2 separate regions of the Ovis aries genome follow, and region 2 is linked to region 1. The links are chromatin contacts, called in public Hi-C maps. All regions are on one chromosome and are shown on one strand. Each heading gives the region's core, a stretch centred on a gene start, on an enhancer-like site or on the middle of the called end of the contact. The rest is flanking DNA. Distances are from core to core; before and after follow the strand shown.

Region 1 (2,700 bases), core at 45-2,544:
ATCGACTCACCTGCCGGGTGAAGAGGATGGCCGTGTCCCAGTACTCCGGGTGCTTGTCACTCACTTTGTTCAGTTTCTTCTGCCACGCGCAGAAGTTGCGCAGCGTCAAGGCCGCATTGCCCGTGACCTTGGGCCCCGTGTCGCGGTCTCCGAGAAGCAGCACCTTGACCACGACGATGTTGATGGGGTTGAGGATGCTGGGGTGGCGGTAGAGCCGCGCCGCCGTGGCCAGCAGCGTCAGCAGATAGTGCTCCAGGTCCGCGCCGTGGAACTTGACCATCGACTCGTCCGCCACCACCAGCGTCTCCACGTATCGCGGGATAGACACGAAGCGCTTGGCGCGCCCGGACCTGCGTCGGCTGCGAGCCTCCCCTAAGCCAATCCGCCGAGGCGTGTAAGGGTCCAGGGCCCGCAGGATGGCGGGGTTCCAGCCTGAGCCCACCCCGCAGCGAGACGTGGGATCTCCGGGAGGCCCGCCGGGGACGCCCCGGCGCTGGAGGAGGTGTGCGCCCTGGCTGTTGCGCTGCGCCGCCGGCGCGCTGGTGTTGGGCAGCGGGCTAATGACATACTCGGCACCCCGGTAGCCGAAGGCTCCGCGTAGCCCCCCGCACAGGCTCAGGGCGGCGAACGAGTCTGGCTCGGCATTCACGTCCCCAGAATAGAAGCAACGTCTCAAGTCCGGAGAGCTGCGGATGAGTCCCTGGAGGGGGACGCCCAGGTGCTCAGTGGCGAAGGCGGGTGCCAAGAACTGAGCATCTGGCGTCAGGTGTAGGTAAAAGTCCTCCTGAAACGCTGTGATCTGAAAAATGAGTCCCTGATCCCTGGAGTCCTCGGGACCCTGCCAGTAGTAGTGGCGGCCGTTGATGTCCGGGTCTAGTCGGATGGGGACCACTACCTCCCGCTCTGGCTCTGAGCCGCCGGCGGGTGCCCCGGCGAGAAGCAGCATTAAGATGCCCAGCAGGAGCATGGCGCCGGGCAGCGCACAGCCGCGCTCTCGGAAGGGCCCGGCCCGGCTCCCTGGCCGCCGGCACGGTCTCCTCGCAGCCCGCACACCGGAACCACCGACGCCCCGGGCCGCCCGCAGCTCCCAGAAAGGAGAACCCCAGGGAGGGAGACTCCTCCCAGAGCTGTGAGCATGCACCGGGCAGCTCGCGCCTCCTACCTGTGCCTTTCCAAGCAGAGCGCGCCCTGGGAGCTTAAGTACAATCGCTGTCAAGTGCAAGGACGAAGATTTGCAGCGGAGAGCTAGAGGGAGGTGCCGGCCGCTTCTCCGAACCCCAGCGGTTCACAGCGCAGCAAACCAGGCGCTGGGCGAGCCTATTAAAGGCCCCCTCCTCTTTGGACTGCCCAGTCAGCGCTCTCCCTCCCTCCTCTCCCAGCCTCCCAAAGCTTGCAGCCTCCTGGGGCCACCGAAGAACTCGATCCCGCCTCCCGAGCGCAGAGCCACTTGGCGGGGAGGGAGTGGCGTTGCGCTGAGGCAGGAGGCGTGGGCTGGCCAAAGCAACCGGCGGCGGAGTCTGCATTTGCGTCCGGCCCCAGTGCCCAGAGCATCAGTCCGGACCTTCGACTGACTGCGCCCTGGGTCTTAGCCTTTATCTCAAGGCAGTTGGGGTCAGGAATGCAATATGAAGACTGGAGGCTAACCCTCTCTCCCAGACCCACCTCAGCTTTCCCTTTGCAATTTCCTCATCACAGTGTCCCCTAAAAAATCCAGAGCCAAGAATTGCCCCTGTACATGTGCTACTGCTGCCAGAAGGGCACATTCTGGGGCCCATGGAGAGCTTGTTTGGAACCCATGGCTGCCCAGGCCACGGGGCAGACGGTGGGCAGGATGGGCTGGTACCGATGGTGAGTTTTCAAGACTTTGCTATTACGCAGTCATCACTAACATTTTAGTTATGTGAACTTATAAACCGTGTCCTAATGATTTGAGCACAATTATCTGTGCTCTGGAGCCTGGGGGATCACCAGTCCTCCAGGACAGACCCCAGCCCGCTGGAGGAGGGGGATGCAGGGAGGAGAGCAGATGATGAGGGTAGGAGAGCAGGACTGAGTGGTGCCTATCTCACATCCCACATAACGCAGGGGCATCATGACAGAAGCTCAGACCAGGTCCTGGGGGAGTGTTCACACCGCTCAAGGGGGCAAATGCTGCCACTCAGGACTGGAGGGGGGTTGGGTGGTGGAGAGCCCTATTTAGCCCTATTTAGCACACCAGTGCCCAGGGATGTGGAGAAAAGGGTGGTCTTCCTGCCAAAGAGGGGCTGAGGCACTGGTGGACTGTGGAAAAAACATCAAGAAAAGGTACTTTCTGGGACTTCCCTGGTGGTCCAGTGGCTAAGACTCCAGGCTCCCAATGCAGGGGGCCCAGGTTCAATCCCTGGTCAGGGAATGAGATTGCACATGTTACAGTGAAGACCCAGAGCAGCTAAATAAATAAATGAAAATAAACATTTTTTAAGGGAGCATCCTCAAAGTATTTCTTAGAAAAGAAAGAAAGAGTACTTCCTCCCTGCCTTTCTCTCCTGTGATCCTTGACCAAGTACAGGAAGGACTCTGGAGTGAGAAGCTGAGGGTGTGCAGTGGTGATGCCATCAAGCCACAAGTTCCCGCTGACTTTGAGGGGAGTCTGGGAGCCCTGTTTCAGGCTCTGGGCCCCAAGGTCCTTCCTAGCTCTCAGTAAAATCTACGTCTTTCTTC
Region 2 (2,700 bases), core at 94-2,593, 370 kb before region 1:
CCTTCGTTTGCCACTCAAATGTGTCTCTCTCTGACAGAGTTTAAACGCTTCAAGCGCAGGACTCTTATCTTACTTACATCTGAGTACATAAATGTGTGCCTTGATAAAACCACACTTTATTCACCACTAAACGTCGAACATTCCCCAAATTTGCCCACCGGCACCAAACTACATGGAAGTGGCAGAAAATTCTGAAGGTCTGCCTCCCAAGCTGGAGCCTCCTGCAGTCTTCCACTCTGCTAATATGGTACCTGAACTCTTCACTGCTGACAATCTCTTCCTGCAGGGACTTCCCTGGGGGTCTGGTGGTTTAGACCCTGCAGAGGCTTGACACCTGATTGGGGAACTATGATCCCTGTGAGGCACAGACAACAACAACAACAAAAACCCTAAAAATCTCTTCCTTTGGATGAAGACAGGGTTCTCCTCCTCCCTGGGATATTCTCAGACTCTCAGATAAAGTCTGGTTTTGTCCTGTTTCCAAACGACTGGCCTGAGAACTCCTACCTTCACCCCAGCACTGAGGTCTGGCTGAAATACCCCAAAGAGCCTGGCAATGATACGTATCTCAGTTACAAGAATTAATATGCTCTCCAAGGCTTTCTCTTCTTAAGTGGCATGGCCCCAAAGGAACTCATTGTTACTGTCTGTGTTTGGGGTTGGGGAAGGCCAGGGCCCCGTATTCTCAGGAAGACTAAGTGGGTAAAATAGATACTACCTTGGGCAGAAAGCAGATCCCCTTCAGAACACAGATCCCCTTCGGCAGGGTCTGTCACGGGCAGGCTCTGGGAGATGAATGCACCCCTAAGCGTCAATGCAGGTGGTTCTGTGAGAAGCGTATTCCCTTCTGAGGCTGAGCGGATTGTGGAGAGCTGGGGGTCATGAGGGCACCTTTATCAATAGAGACAGCTAAAGGCCTGCAGAAGGATGAGTGATGGAAAGATCTGGAAAGTGATATAGCCTGGAAGGGGAGGGTTAAATGGCCAGAGGGAAAGAGGGGTTTCTTTGTGGATGAGGATGGAAGTGAGTCATCAAACCTCAAAGAGAGAATGACTTGAAGACAGATACCCAGAACCTCACTTAGAAAATCAGGGAGGTGTTAGGATGACTCCGAGCAACCCTGGAATGTATTTGTAGGCTTAACCCTGACGTGAAATTGCATAATTTGAGGCTAATTTGTTTTGAATTTCTGCCTTCTGGGTCTCTTTAGTTTTGATAATCCAAGAACATCTTGTGAAAAACTTTGAACCGGGGTTTAAGTTGAACACGCAACACAGCTGAGTGTGGAAAAGAACTGTGTACACATCTGAAAGAGAAATTGTTTAAAACCATTCCTTAAATCCCTAAGCAGAACAGCGTGTGACTGGGAAGAGCAGACTCTTTGCCCCCATGTTCCCTGAGGCATCCCTCCTTGCTCTGCGTGTTCTTGAGGCTGACCTGTGCTCAGAGTCTGTAGAGATGTCAGGTTACCTGTGACGTTTTCCCACAAAGGAAGGATGAGCTCTGGGGTCACACACACCTAGGCGCTTACTCCTCTGGGACTGGCAGGTCAACTTCGGAGCCCCTCCCCTGCCCACCTCGGAGGCCTCCCCCAGAGCCTCTGTTCCCTACGGGTGACACAGGGTGGGCTCTGCCCACACGCCCTTCCTGTAGGCCTAGAGTATGGGTTGGGTGTCGGGTGTCCAGCAGGACCTTGACCCACAGGAGGCACCCCATCTATCCCTCCGCTTCTCTGGGGACAGCAGTGGGTGGACAGACACAGTGGTCACCTGCTGACTGCAGCAGGTCCCCTCACCTCTGTGACCTCTCAGCCTCTCTGTCTCCTCCCACTCTGCCCTCTTCCCTCCCCTTCCTTGGCAGCCCCAGCGCTTTTACCAAACCTCAAATCTCACTTCAAAGCCCTATCGGGAACCCTCCTAGGGCTTCCTGTGCCCACACTCTCCGCAGAGATTTCCGAGGATTTTGGTGAACGGGTCCTGCTCCCCTGACGTTCTCTCTCATAAACACATCTCACTTGCACATTCTCCCCCCACCCTGCCCGGCCCCACCACACACGCCCATCTTCCTGCCCCTCAGCGCACGCAGGACGCCCTTTCCCAAAGGACACTCCTGTGATTATTTTGTCCCTCTGCCTGGATGGCCCCAGATCAAACGCTCATGGGCCTATCTTTTATTTGATCAACTCTAGTCTTCCGAGTTCAGCTTCGAAGTCACTTCCAGTGTGCTGTGATCCTCTTTGGTGCTGCTCTTCATAGAATGGTGTCTCTGTGTGTGTGTTACTCGCTCAGTTGCTAAGTCACGTCTGACTCTTTGCTACCCCTCAGGCTGTAGCCTGGCAGACTCCACTGTCCATGGGATTCCCCAGGCAAGAATACTGGAGTGGGTTGCCATGCCCTTCTCCAGGGAATCTTCCCGACCCAGGGATTGAACCCACATCTCCTGCATTGTAGGCAGATTATTTACTGTTATGCCACCAGGAAAGCCCGAGGTGTCTGTAGTCCTGTCTTATCGGTCTCTACTAAAAAGACCTGCTTACTTGTCCTTCTGCAGACCAAGCGCCCAGCCTCCAGGGGAAGCCCCTGGTCTTGTTCACCAGGGTCTCCTTGGCCCAGAGAACAGTCCAGAATAGGTGCTTAGTGAATCTATGTTTTAAGCTTCTGTGCGGAATAATGATGATAATAACTTTTCTCTCTAAGAGAG

The links. Hi-C and Micro-C count contacts between places; a contact is called where the count stands out from the background.
Region 2: a Hi-C map of tail adipose tissue shows a contact between it and region 1, with 3 times the contacts expected there. The contact joins the enhancer-like site here to the promoter of ADAMTS15 in region 1. A contact is called at or near these places in 8 of 16 Hi-C or Micro-C datasets (liver, mesenteric adipose tissue, muscle and 3 more).

Annotation. Positions count from the first base shown.
Region 1 is chr21:33,917,068-33,919,767 of ARS-UI_Ramb_v3.0, reverse strand. It overlaps ADAMTS15 (ADAM metallopeptidase with thrombospondin type 1 motif 15), which reads right to left and starts at 1,294. Exons shown (of 9, transcript XR_009597934.1): 1 at 11-1,294.
Region 2 is chr21:34,284,789-34,287,488 of ARS-UI_Ramb_v3.0, reverse strand. No RefSeq gene overlaps it. Among named protein-coding and RNA genes, the nearest start is that of SNX19, 48 kb to the left of the region's middle. Within about 2 kb of position 1,343, at least 3 of the 54 cell types and tissues checked have an H3K27ac peak or open chromatin away from gene starts, as enhancers often do. A contact at or near this core is called in tail adipose tissue, where this site is marked.